Linked DNA regions of Mus musculus: regions 2 and 3 are each linked to region 1. The links are chromatin contacts, called in public ChIA-PET and HiChIP or PLAC-seq maps. All regions are on one chromosome and are shown on one strand. Each heading gives the region's core, a stretch centred on a gene start, on an enhancer-like site or on the middle of the called end of the contact. The rest is flanking DNA. Distances are from core to core; before and after follow the strand shown. Region 1 holds the start of Stat4 (signal transducer and activator of transcription 4). Region 2 holds the start of Nemp2 (nuclear envelope integral membrane protein 2). Region 3 has its middle 20 kb from the start of Nabp1.

Region 1 (4,625 bases), core at 1,161-3,660:
TACTAAGTTATTGCCTTTGCTCTTTTGGAATGCAGATTTCTTGATTAGTAATAGTAAGTCAAGGGCAAAACTTTCACCCCAATATTTCAATACATCTTGGAGGTATGACGTTTCTCTTTGCTTATAGAACAAATTGAGTCTTCAGATTTCAGTGGGAACTTTTTTTTTTTTTTTTTTTTTTGGGTTTTCGAGACAAGGTTTCTCCTTGTAACCCTGGCTGTCCTGGAACTCACTTTGTAGACCAGGCTGGCCTCGAACTCAGAAATCCGCCTGCCTCTGCCTCCCGATTGCTGGGATTAAAGACGTGCGCCACCACGCCCGGCCAGTGGGAACATTTTCAAACACCTTTTCCTTGAGCTAACTTTATAACTAAATGTTATAAACTATACTAATGTATAAATATAAGTCAATCAATAAATAAAATAATAAAAGTTGTGCTTCTCTCAGAAAAATGTAGATAGGGAGAGAAGCTATCTTGAACTTGTATATGACTTTATGTTTATGAGCCCTCATGGCTGGCCATTGCAGGTATGTTGTGAGTGCTTAGTAAAGTAAATAATTTAAGAAAGCTTATTTGGGCCTCCTGATGGGCCCCTGAATAGGTGGGAGAATAGCAAGCACCTTGGGCTTTACAAACAATCAAGCGCCAAAGAGGGATTGAGAATCCTGCCCACAACGTGCAGCTCTGACAAACTTCCCAGGTCTGGGAACAGAACTGGAGCATTCTCTTCTACCAGTGGCATCAGGAGGTCAGGAGCTGAAGACAGGGTCGCCGCTTTCACTGTTTCTGTTGTTTCTATTTTGTTATTTGAATGCAGGGTAATTTTATTATCTTACAGTCAAATCACTCAGATAAGTCACTCTTGCAAACCAAGGCTGAAGCAAGGTGCAGAAGGACCCTTTTCTCCCTGGCGTACCCTAAAGAGGAAAACCTTCAGACCTCGTTTGGAGCTCAGGAAGTCCCACCCCTGGCTGAGGAGTTATTGGCAATTGATGGTTCAGGGTCTGCGTCCAATCCCACATCATCATCCATGCACATGCAGGCATCACTACGTGAATCAACCAACCAAACAAATAAACAAACAAGCAAACCAGCACATAAAGTTGAGAGGGAATAAATACCCTAGGGAGAAAAGGAGAAGATCTGGAGGGTAGCGAATGAGAGTGGATTTGATAAGTTCCTTTTAAAATTACTTTTCTAAAACTTTAAGAAATTAAAGCGAGGTTTTTTGTTGGGTTTTTTTTTGGGGGTGGGGGGGGTGGTGGTTTGTTCTGGTGTTGTCGCTGTTGTTTGGTGTTCAGACCTCCAGCGGGTGTCTTTGTTTTCACTCTCTAGGGGCTCATTGTCCTGTCTCAGGACAAGTACTTTCCATCTAAAACCTGGATGCCTGCCGGCTCCCTCCTGGTATTCCTGCATTCAGGCCCATTTCCCGGGTGCTAGCAGTGCTGTTGACTCTTTGACCTCTTTGCAAAGGGACGACCTACTTTAAGCATCACTCACACTTCTCAAAGCCACAATCACCGGCTACCCTAGCGGGATGGTGTTTCCCTGAAACCCAGATGTGCCAATCTCGGGTCAGATATCACAGCCCTCCGTTGGCTAAAGAAAATTAGGGCTGTCTTCCAGCCCTTAGCTGACACACCTCCGCAGCAGCACAGCCCCCAACCCACCCCTCCGCTTCACGGAGATGCCTCGACTTCTCCCTCCTTCAGTAAAGATCCGGAGCCAGATCTCCATTTAAGTCTTTGGAAGACTTTTTTTCTGAGTGATCTGAGTGTAATGAGTAGGACCCTTCTTTTTATAGGCATCCCTTCCTCCCCAGTCGTGTTAATACCAATTGTAGAAAGACGCCCCAAGAATCCTGCCTAGATGTTTCCTATTGTGGAGAGGCCACACGCAGATGCGGGCTGCCTGGCTTACCTGGCTCTCTCTCTCTCCGTCCAGGTAGTGGCACTGCACAAGTCCAAAGTCAGAATCGGCCTTCAGGGTCCACAGCCGCTGACGCCATTCCTCTAGGGGATTTGCATTTCTCCACCCACTTGAGGCTTTCCTGTGCGTCAGTGTTTGAGTCCCTGGGACTTTAGGCAGTTCCTATCCACTCTATTCTAGAAACGCTTTACAAAGTCAGGCTGAAGCCCCCTTGGCAGAGCACCGCCCCATCCCTAGTAGCCACTCTTACAAATGCAAATTGTCCCAAGGTGTGTAGAGTAAGAGGTACACACTGAAGGACTGGGATTCCTGTTTTCCTAGACATAACTCCATCCTTTCTAGGGAGCCAGCATCAACACACCAACCAACAGCAGGGTCTGCTGTCTTGTGAGAAGACAGGCTTACACAGGTTTGTGGCAACTCGTGTAAAAGTTCTCGGTGTATGCCCTCTCTGGCCAGCTTCCACCTTGTCTTGGTACCTGTAGTCTGTGTGCTCCCCTCTTTATGACATGGGTCTGTTCTAGAATCACAGAGCTGGGTGGAACCTCGGTTCCTTTCCGTTCTAAATTTCACTTTCTGAAGACATTGAGGACCAGGCAGGTGAACAAAGTTACTCAGAGACATAGCCACTGGACTAAGATAGACAGTCATCTCTCAGGGATCACTGACTTCCAGCGGATTCCTTTAGATATTAATGCCTTGAACAGGAAAAAAATTCTACCAGAGTTCAGCAAAATAAATCAGACTGGTGGAAAGCAATGGGCAGACTGGATACACATGTGTCTAGGGTAGTATACCTAGGCAAAAGCCTGTATCATATCAATGACCAGCCATCACACAGGTGTGCCACCTGGATTCTTCTCTCCCAAGTGACAACTAAGCCATTCACACCCTACCCAGGAAACTTTTCTCCCTCTCAGGAGCTGAGGCTGTGACTCAGACAAGTCTGGGCACTGTCATTTTTCACTCCTGATGTTCCCCCCACTGCATCTTCTCACCAGGTACCCCCCCCATGCCACCCCACACACAGTGAAATCCTAGACTTTGTGAAGATGTAACAATGCCCCCAAACCCACAGTAGGTTTTTGTTTGTTTGTTTACGCTGAATTTCTTTACTCTTCTTGACCAGCTGTCTGGGAGAAACAGAACACACTCCTTGCATTTTCTGATCCCCCTCATGTTCTTAATCTCTGTCTCTCCCCCCTCCCTTTCGATTTGTGTGTGGATATAGGCATATGTTCAGAGCATGTGTGAGTGCTGGCATGCCATAGATCCCAAGTAGAGATCAGAGAACAATATCCAGTGTTGCCCCTGCCTCCAACCCTGTTTGAGACATGGTCTCCTGTTGACACTGAGTTAGCCAGCCTGGACTGCCTGGAAGCTTCTGGGGGTTCCCGTGTCTCCCATCTTGCCATGGCACCATCACAGCTGGCTTTACATGAATCATGGAGATCCACATTCATGTCCTCTTACCCGAGTGTAAGTGCTTGACTCACTGCACCATCTCCCTAGTCCCAGACACATTTAAAGTGGAAAAAAAAAATGGGTGAAATCAGCACAAGTAACCTAATATCTACAAAATAATAATACTTCATTTAAATTATAATAAAACATTAAATTATAATAAAACATTTAAATTGCTACCTAAGATCCTTTGTATTCCTTCCTATTGAACACCTAGATTCTGCAGTGTAAGTGGATTTCTTTCCAGTGTCTAAAGCCCTGGTGGCTGCCATTCTGGACAGCTTAGGTGGAGACCACTACTCGCCACTTTTACTTCCTGCCTTAGAGTGTTAATCACATTGGCTTTTTGTGTCTTTATCGCTACATTTAACTGTTCAGGTACATGTACAAAAATGGGTATGCTCTCTTTCTCTTTGAGACACTTCTAGATCTCTGCTTTTTAAAACTTGTTGAGGACCCCCATATTTGTGTATTATAGTTTTGCAGCTATTCACTCTATGAAAATTCAGATCTGAGATAAGCTATTCATGCTTCCAATAATATGCCCATTATATGTTAGAATGAACATGCTTTGTAAACAACAAAAATGTCTTCCAGCAAAAAAGTAGAGTGAGAAAAGTGGCTTTAGGGTTTGTTTTGAGACAGAGTCTCAAGTAGCCCAGGCTAGCCTCAAACTCACTGTATAATATGACCTTGAACTCCTGATCCTTCTGCTGGGATTACAGGCCTACACTACCTCTCTAGACCTGAGTTACACTCTAAGTCTCTCTAATGTCTGTTTTGAGAACACAGCTGGATCCTCATAGCTGCTCCAGCATTTAATATGTTGTATAACATTATTTTGCTTGAGATATTTGAAGAAAATCCAGACTGACATCACTTAGAATAGAAATGGAAAACAGTCATCATGATAGTCTTTTGGCTGCCAAAGTTATTGTTTGAAACCACACACTCAGTAAGTGCTGGTTCCTTGGGAACCAACTGCATTGTAGAACCTGAGACCACATCAAACCCTTCATACACACACACACACACATGCACACACACACACACACACACACATATATATGTGTGTATATATATATATATATATATATATATATATATATATATATATATATATATGTATATATATAGTTTCAGCAAACCCATTAGTCTGACTGCCTCTTGCTTTGTATGGCTTTTCCCTGTTGGGTTAGGGACCAAACCAGGGGCCTTGGGCATGCTAGGC
Region 2 (4,625 bases), core at 936-3,435, 620 kb before region 1:
GTGGAAGCATGGGACGTCATTCCAGAGCCTCATGTGAAGGGAAGCAGTGTTCGTGGATCTGACCTACTGGTTTCAAATTAAGAGTCATGCTTGACTTGCCGTTTCTCTTCTATGACAAGCGTCTGCCTTTTCTACAAATAGGGTATCAGAGGGCTGGCCTTGGAATGGATGTTCTTCGTGCCATGGCAGCGTGTAAGTACCCAAAGCAGATTCTCAGAGTTGGAAAGGGTCTTAGACGTCATCAGAGGCAACCCACCCCCACCCCCCCAGTCTTCCATTACACTCAATTTCACTTGCTGAGGCTTCAAGTTTTTGTGTTCAACCAAGGTCTGAAAATATTAAATGAAAAAAATCTTTCAAAGTAGAAATATGTAAGTTCAAATAATTTTTCCACAATATTTTATTGTAATGAATTGTAATAACTATCTCTTGCTCTGATTTATAATTATAAATCTCTTGCTGTGATATGTAATGTACACACACACACACACACACACACACACTGGGTGGGGGGGGGCATGTAAGGTTCGGTACTGCAGTGCTTTTTTAAAAAATACATTCCCTGTGGGTGAGAGAGATTATTGTCTAGCTGTCTCATCACAGGCCCCTCATAAGACCATAGCTTTTACAGTAGCAGCAGTTCTTAGACCTAGCCAACCAAGGGTTCCCAAGGTGTCACTCAACACTGCAGGACAGTGATCCCCTCCTATGTGAACGTAAGGAATATCTGGAATGGCAAGACAGAAGTTGCCATTTTCTTTTCAGCTGTGAACTGGAATTTTATCATCTCCTGGGTATCTTACACTTCTCAGAAAGAAAGTCCTGGTGAACATTTACATGCGTCTTTAACACAACTGAGGACTATTAAGCTAGGCGCAACAGTACAGCTCTGAAAACCCTTCACCTGGGAGGTAGAGGCAGGAATGTTGTACAGCCAAGGCCAGCCTGGTCTATGTAAAAATCTCCAGATCTGCTAGGGCTATATGGTGACCCATACAGCAGCAAAACTTGAAAAACTGAGTTCCTTGAAGCAAATAAAAGGAGCAGAAATAATACCTGTGTGCCCTGGAGAATACGACACCTACAGGTTAAATCAACAACTGCACTAGAGCCCAAGATTCTGAATCTATATAACTACTTCTACCCCTCTGCTGCCACGCCCAGGAGCCCTCCTCCTCAAACTGTTTTATATTTTCACAAGTACCTATTATATTTACTACCAATTCTTTGTTCTCTAGCATGTAAAATGGGCATATATGAATAATCAGTATAAGACAATGCAGTTAGAGCAAATCAGCCCTGCATAGCACAAAATAGTTAATTAACACATTCCTGTTCAATGAAAAGCTGACCACAGACCGTCCCCTAAGGTGTAACTCACTGCAAGATACCAGTATGGGCACAAGGTGTGACAGAAGCTAATAACTGCTTACTGAACATCCATTCTCTCTTTCAGTCTTAGACACCCTACTAACTTTGTCGGTGTCGGAATATTATCCAATTGAAAGTCTGTATCTTGACAGCCTCCCTTGAGTCTGTAAGTGACCATGTAATGAAGAATACAAACAAGCAATCTTTTGAAGGATGTAGTGAATGGTAGAAATAAATGTTAAACTCGTGGAGACTGCGTTTTGCTGCTACAGCTTTCTGAGCCAGAATCTTAAGCACCCCAAACAGTCTGAGTAGCTCACTGAGACTTCCTGTGCACCTGGTTCAATGCTGGAGCATCAGCAGTATTTTGCATATGACCAGCTACCCAGGTCACAGCAGCCAATCAGAAACAGAATTTCGGTTCCTTTCTGAAGCTTCTATCCTTCTCTAGCCTTGAGTTTCCTGAGATTTCTGAAGACAGATAAAATAAGGTTTCAGACATAAACTGCAGACAAAGGGCCAGCTGTGCGGTTGTCCAGCGGTGTGATCCTGAACAAACCAAAACACTGAAGTATCCGATGCCCGCAGACAGGGGCGGGGCCTGGCCGCGGCCGCGCGTGACCCTGCGGCGCCGAAAGGAGGCCCCCCCGCCCGGAGCCGGGGTTACCTGACATCGCTGCCTCCTCGTCGTGCACCGCGCTCGCTGGCAGTGTAGCCAGGGGCTGCAGCCAGAGCACCAGCCACCACAACCTAGGCAGCATCGCGGCCAGAGCGGCGGAAGTGGCGCAGCGGACCAAGAGCGGGAAAGCGGAGGGAGGGGATTGCAGGGGCGGAGCCGGCTGCGGCCCCGCCCTTCCGCGGTCCGCCGAGCGGCTCTCCCAGTGGCCTCCAGGGGGCGATCACCTGCCTTCCCGATTCTTGCTCCTGGGCCAGCTTGCAGAGTTGGCGGGCAGTTTAAAACACGCCGGAGCCCCGCGCAGGGTTCTCAGAGCACTGGTGCGGGCCACTCAGAAAGGCAGGCTCTTCACATGCACCCTCTCAGAAATAAGACCAGCAAGCCCCACTTAGACAAAAGCCTGACTTGTTTGTTTGTTTGTCCCTCCTTTCACCTCTTCCTTTTTTTTTTTTTAAGCAACAAGTTGAGAAATTTGGTGCTTAAATAATTTGTGTCTAAGCTCATGAACACAGTATCTTTCAAAAAAAAAAAAAAAACCCAAAAGGGTTATATAAGTTCACTATTAATAAAGTGTTACTTTAATAGAGATCTGGAGGCTGGAGAGATGGTCCAGTGCTTAGGAACACTTATCGCTCTTCCAGAGAACCCATGTTTCCCAGCGTGCACATGGCAGCAGCCCCAAACATATGTAACTACAGTTTCATGGAATCAACTGCCCTCTTCTGAATTCTGCAGACATATGGTACACAGACATACACACAAGCTAAACACCCATACACTTAAATTAAAAAATAAGCCTTCTTTTAAAAATGAGATTGTATTTTTAAAAATTCAAAGATATAGTGAGTGTTCTAAACATAACCAACCTGGCAGAGATGATAGCTCTCTAAAGTCAGCCTATTGAGACAGAAGACTCCAAGAAACTGGAATGCTGCACAGTAAACCACTCTGGGGAGCAGAGAAAGCCACCACCAACCACAAGAGAATAGTCTGTCCTAGAAAGAGACTCACAGTTTCTGAGCCCTATGGTTTATTGATGATCAGGATAATTCTGTGTTAAGAGCAAGCCTTCTTTGGTCTCTGGAAACCTTTCAGTGTGACTTACTATTTCATACTTGAAGTAGGGCAGAAGAGTGTGGTGGTAGTGGACTGTAATCCCACCATTTGAGAAACAGAGTTAATGATGGGTAAGGTGAGCCTAAGTGGCATAGGGGATCCAAGGCTAGTCTGGCTACATGAGACCTAATTTAACCTTCCTCTGATCCCCATCCCTGCCCCACCACACACACAAAGCTAGAGTAAGAAGTTGTGTTCTTTTCTCTAATTCCAGTCTTCCACTAACAGCACTAAGCTCGATATAATAGAAATCTTTTTTTTTTAATAACTCAGCTTCAATTTTTTTTAATGGTCTAAATAGGAAAGAATGTCTCTGAGTTATCTAAAGGAGGCTTTCACCAAATGCCCCGTATATGTGTATACCTAGTATGTGGCTGTAAAAGCTCAGAGTTTTTTTTTTTAAGGAAATTATTAGGGGCTGATTTTTAAAAATAAACCTTCATTATTGGAATCTGTCCTTTATCATTTTTTTTCCCTGGATCCCCTTGGTATGCCTCTTGCAAAGCAACTTTTTGCTCCAATTCTGTTCAAACTGGTTTGGTTAATTTGGGATAATGCTAAGGAAAGCAACTGAAAGAAACATATCACCAAATGACTAATGTACTTTCTTAAAGCTGTCTTCAATAGATAGAGAACAAGCAGAGACATATGTTTGCAGCGCTGATCAAAAAACAAAACAAAACAAAACAAAATTAAACCATCTAATTACTAAATTGGTAGATGAATTGAATAGGTTGTTTTCAAAGGTAAAAATACAAATGGTCAATAAATATTTAATATCCTTAGGTATGGTGGCTATTTTTGGTCATCAACTTGACTACATCTGGAATTAATTTAAACTCAAATGGCTGTGTACACCTTTGAGGAATTTTTCTTTTCATCATTTGAAGTGGGAAGACATACTTTTACTCCAGATCTTTCTTTGTCCTATATAAAGGACATGGAAGAAGGAAGCTTGCTCTTTTTTGTCGCGTCCGCTCTCGACCAGCAAGAACGACACGACCACCAGTCCTTCTAACGGCAGTTTATTCAGCAAACTTCCGTCTTCATCTCTCTCGCTTCAACTTTTTCTTCATCTATCTCCCACGAACCCCGGGCCTCTCACTCTTATATACTCTCAGTCCTCATCCACTCACAGCAGGCCATGTCACCTCACCAAGGCACGCAGCTTCAGCCAATCAGGGCGGCAGGGGCATGTCTCCACCAAATATGGACTTGTTTAAACCACCAGCATCATGGCGCACCTGTGCAGCTCTCACGACGGTTGTGGCTTATTTTCAGGTGTATGAGGAAGTCAGGTGCAAGTCATAAGACTTAGCTGCAGTCCCTGGCGCCTTCTTGGGACTGCTGCCACACCCGCTCCTCACACTTTTTCTGTGATTCCTCTTGCTAAGTCCATTCCTTTACTGTTATCAGAGCCTACCAGAAGACCAGCTGAGACATCCATCCATAGGGACTGAAT
Region 3 (4,625 bases), core at 587-3,086, 550 kb after region 1:
TGTGAAAAAATCCATGAATTAAAAAATCATAGACATATTTTGCAGAATGCTAAGACACTCATTGTTCTGAAAACAACAGAGTGCATTTATATTTCCTCTTGTGAGACGGAGCTGTCAATATAGATACTTTCTTCTTCACCACCAATTCTACTTGATTAGGAATAAGAATATTAAAACTTCACTCTTTTGTGGTCTTTAATGAACTAATCTAAGAAATGATTACCAATGTCTTCCAAACTTTGGAAAGGTTGACGTGGAACTTTCTAAGTGGACCAAATTGGCAATTCAGCACATAGTAGGGCTGGCCTTCCATAGGCACAGCTTTCAATCTGTGGGTTCTGCAACTGTGAAGTCATCGCACCATGAGGAGTGTGTGTCTGAATTGATCATGGACAGACTTTTTCTTGTATTATTCCCTAGACAATAAAATATAATAACTATTTACATAGCGTTGAGAAGTGTACGAGTTGCCACTGCATCAGAACAATGAATACAAAGTCGAATAAACTGAAAAGGCAATTCTTCCTAAAACAGTAGGAGCAGTAAGGTCAGAAGGCAAGTCAATGTCCCTGAAGTTGGTGTGAGAGGCACAGAAAATCATACCAGAGTGGAAACTCAGGAACAGACAACTCAATGGGAATTAATGCCCAGCTGGAGAAAGCCTGCTCAGGAATCGATGGAAAGCTGGAGGTTCAGCCTAAAGAAATCTTAGATAAAAAACAAGGAGCTCATTCACTGGGATCTCCCAGTCCCTTTTATTAATTCTTAGAGAATTTCTTACAATGTGTTTTGATAATATTTACCTCCATCCCTTGACTAGGTAGACCTTTTAGTAGACTTGTTGTTACTGAATAAAAAGTCTATGCCTGAGGATATCTCCATAGAAACATTGAGAACTGAAAAACTCTGGGAAAAGTGGGGAGAACACATACCCCAAATAGCAGTTCCCTTTTAAGCAGTATAACTATGCATGGTGGGGGTATTAAAATGAAGGTACTGAAAGATCACAGTGTCATTTTGAAGTTTGGGTTGTTTGTAAGTATATTTCAATCTCTGCAGCAGCCACTGGGGTGGGGGATGGAGGTCTGAGATTCACTGATGTGCTAAGAAAGATGAGAAAGTAAGAGAACCTTTGGGCCTCCTGTCTGTATTGGTAAGGTGCTAGTAGTGATGGCTATCACCGTGCTTTTAACAGGGAAATTCAAAGTCAAGCTTTACTAGTTAGCAATAAGGCATTAATGAACACCGGGCAAGCAGAGACTAGCAGAGTAGGAGGTAGAAGGGTGGGTCTTCCTCTAAGATGGAAGTGGAACAGCTGAGGAAGGAATTAGTCCAGAGGAGTCCTCTATCTTTTGAAGGTCCTCACTCTTTCCAAACACAGAAATTTTATTTTGACTCATGTGTATGGGTATTTCTAGTCACGTGTGTGTGAATGCAGCATGCAGATTCTTGGAGCTGGAATCACGGGCAGCCGGTGCTGGGAACAGAGTGTGTGTGCTCTGGAAGGGCAGCAAGCGCTCCTAACCTCTGCGCCACCTCCCCAGCCAACAGCTGCCCTTTCTTAGTCCCGGAGTTGAGTCCAGATCTCCTGGGGGAGTGTGCTGTGGTCTGCTGATGGGCAGAGAAGTTCATTGAGGTGGTTCAGGCTTGGGGCTCAGCAGGTGGGTTCTGGCAGCCTGGAAGGCACCAACTGGGTCTGTGTAAAACACACTGGGAAACTGGCTGAGCTAGACCTGAGGGACCAACCTTTGGAGTGTTGGCAACACTCCCCAGGAGGTGAGCACTATCTTGTGTCTCCTGAGTTCCTTTCCAGTCAAAGAACTAGTGTCCCTCCCTCCAACAGTCTCTCTGCTGCCCTCTACTGGTGAAGCTTTACATCTTACCACCTGGGGAAAAAGTAATAAAAGAAGTAAACTTGTAACTAGTGTTGCGGTCTTGACTTCGACTTGGCTTCAGAAGGACCACACCAGACCAAATAGTTCCACGGGAGGTTTATTGGGCGAGAGAGGGCAAGGTGGCTGCGGGAAGAGGGGGAGGGTAGATGGGGGGGGGGGGCTTTCTTCATATATGGGTGATGACGTAAAGGTGGGAGGTGAGCCAAGTGGATTCTGGGAATATGGTGGTTGTTGCCTTGGTAACAGGTGTTCGAGTCTCGCCTATGTGATGTCAGGGGTTTCGGAGGTCCTAATACCAACAACTAGCATCTCTATTGAAATACTTATATATGCAACAACAAGACGTCTGTGGTTCAAACCAATCATGAAGGTAGAGAAAGAAGCATTCACACAAGCAATGATAAATACTAAAGAGGGACTGTAGAAAGGGCTCAAATATATTCTCCCCTTCCTCTTCATTTTAAGTATAACACCTTAAAATGTGAATTGGCATGTTTCTGGAGGACACCGAAGCTTTATCTAACAATCTAGGGTTGCTTAGAATGTGGGGAGAACTAGAACAACCTCACATGGATCCACTGCTGGGAAGGTGGAGATAGCATCCTGGCTGATTGTGGGACAGAAAGAAAAGTCTTTCTTGGAAAGCCTTAGGCTGACATCAGGAGGCCACACAAGCTTAATCCTTACATTGAAAGGGACTGACAACATAGTTTCCTTAGTGGGTTTAGGTATACCTAGACTATTCTAAGTACTAGTTACGTGTTTGCAGTTACTAGCTATGCTAATGTATTTTCTGACAACGAGCCTACGCTCTGCTGGCAGGGAGCTGAGGTGCCAGGAAGCTGACAACTTTACACTCCCGATGCTCCTGAGTCTACAAGCTAAGAGAGGGGTGAATAACCCAGTGTGCGTCACTGCTGCTGTTGTCATCCTTCACTGACACCAGACTCCAGCTTCTTCAGATTCCAACAAGACTCCAGGAATCTTCTGCAGACCAGATTGGGATATCGAAAGAAAACAGATGTGTGGACTGAGGTGATATCTGCTTCTCAGCCTCTCCGCTCTAAAGATGGACATTTTTTGATTACCTGGTATATATCTTGTGAGCCAATGTAGTGAATCTTTGTTCATAACGTGTATGTATTCTATTGGTTCGTTTCCTTTAGAGAACCCCATACAATGCAAATATTGAATTAAAAAAATAGCTCACTGGAATCCAGCAAATTATTATTGCACTACAAAACTAAAGTAGTTCCATAAGATCAGCCAAGGAGAGGCTGGAAAAGGGATGGTGAAGTTAATTGTAGTGGCTGGGGAAGCAGGGATCAATGGATGCGGGAGGAAGGATGCTGAGTATCTCAAAAGGCATAAGTGGCAAGGATGGAAATGTGACAGGGTCTTTACAAGCATAGGCTCAGCTATGCAAATCATGAAATGTAAATGTTGCTGTAATAAAATCCCATGACCAAGTACAACTTCTGGAAGACAGTTTATATACCTTATGATTTTATGGGGAGAGTTTATAATGATGGGGGGGGTACACAGCAGCAGAAAACCATGATGGCAGGAAACTATGACATCACAGTTTTGTTTACCTACAGGAAGTAGGGAGGGCAAACTGGAAGTGACCTGGATTTATAAACACCCGACAGCCCAGCATTCCTCCGCACATTGCAGGCTGCTTGGACTCTGAGAAAGGAACCAGCTGCAGAAATGAACTGAGCAGTGCAACGTATTAGAGTTGCTCTGAGTCATCTGGCAAGGGGCTGGAAACTGATGGGCCAAAGCAGAGGAAGAAGGTTCTATTCTACCTGCTCCCCAAGACTGGTCTGAAGACCTGCACACTACCAACCAGGATGCTCATTGCTGGTTCCATGCTAGCAGCAGAGCCATTGCTGAGCTGGAGGTGGGGGCAGTGAGTGAGGGATGGAGCCACACACATAGAGGAGAATCTGGGACTCCTGAATTAGAGGGTGCTCACAAAATTTGGGTTGGAAGAATGCTTTGCAGAGATCCGGCATGCCCACATCCTCTAGTCCAAGATAAACCTTATATATTACCTTTTGAGTTTCCCCGACTCCCTGAGCTCCAAATGGCTGCCTTCCACACAGTATGTGTTTACACAACTTTATTTTCGTATGAATGTAAAATGAATGAACACTGACTTGTTTTGTCTGTGCATGACTTAAGCTTGTGTTTCTTACCCTTTCTTTTGTGTTTCCTTTAGACTCCAGCATGGTGAGTCCAAGTGATGTTTTTAAATAAGAAAACACACTGAAAGAGTCTCCGACATGTTTCAAGAGCAGTTTGGGAAGAAAATTACTTTTCAGTTTGTTTTATGTGATTTCCACACACACCTCCTAAAGCAAAATCAATATGCAATAAACCCCGGTGCTGGAGCAGTGGCTCTCAGTTCTTTGCTGCAAGCGCAGGACCCAGCCCTGACTATCCAGTGTGCTTTGCTTAACCTGGCTTGTTCTGTCCTGATGACTTCCTTCCTTCCATTCTAGATCCACTTTGCTTCCTACACCTTTTTTTAAGGAGCTACAGAGACAAAATTTGGAGCTGTGACAAAAAGATGGACCATCTAGTGATTGCCATATGCAGGGATCCATCCCATAATCAGCTTCCAAACGCTGACACCATTGCACACACTAGCAAAATTTTGCTGAAAGGACCCAGATATAGCTCTCTCTTGTGAGACTATGCCGGGGCCTAGCAAACACAGAA

What was found. ChIA-PET counts read pairs in DNA pulled down with a chosen protein or histone mark. HiChIP or PLAC-seq counts read pairs in DNA pulled down with a chosen protein or histone mark.
Region 2: an RNA polymerase II ChIA-PET map of memory CD8 T cells shows a contact between it and region 1, with 21 read pairs. The contact joins the promoter of Nemp2 here to the promoter of Stat4 in region 1. A contact is called at or near these places in 4 of 484 Hi-C or Micro-C datasets (B cells, CD8 T cells, the HPC-7 cell line and 1 more) and 1 of 115 datasets of contacts at active chromatin or transcription factors (memory CD8 T cells).
Region 3: an H3K27ac HiChIP or PLAC-seq map of embryonic stem cells shows a contact between it and region 1, with 5 times the contacts expected there. The contact joins the enhancer-like site here to the promoter of Stat4 in region 1. A contact is called at or near these places in 1 of 39 promoter capture datasets (embryonic stem cells), 22 of 484 Hi-C or Micro-C datasets (B cells, CD4 T cells, the N1E-115 cell line and 13 more), 7 of 115 datasets of contacts at active chromatin or transcription factors (the 230-238 cell line, cardiomyocytes, effector CD8 T cells and 4 more) and 2 of 9 other capture datasets (embryonic stem cells and macrophages).

The regions. Positions count from the first base shown.
Region 1 is chr1:52,006,025-52,010,649 of GRCm38.p6, reverse strand. Stat4 (signal transducer and activator of transcription 4) reads right to left here and starts at 2,410. Exons shown (of 24, transcript NM_011487.5): 1 at 1,922-2,410.
Region 2 is chr1:52,628,265-52,632,889 of GRCm38.p6, reverse strand. Nemp2 (nuclear envelope integral membrane protein 2) reads right to left here and starts at 2,185. Exons shown (of 9, transcript NM_001142647.1): 1 at 2,039-2,185. The coding sequence starts at 2,132.
Region 3 is chr1:51,456,417-51,461,041 of GRCm38.p6, reverse strand. No RefSeq gene overlaps it. Among named protein-coding and RNA genes, the nearest start is that of Nabp1, 20 kb to the left of the region's middle. Within about 2 kb of position 1,836, at least 16 of the 459 cell types and tissues checked have an H3K27ac peak or open chromatin away from gene starts, as enhancers often do. A contact at or near this core is called in embryonic stem cells, where this site is marked.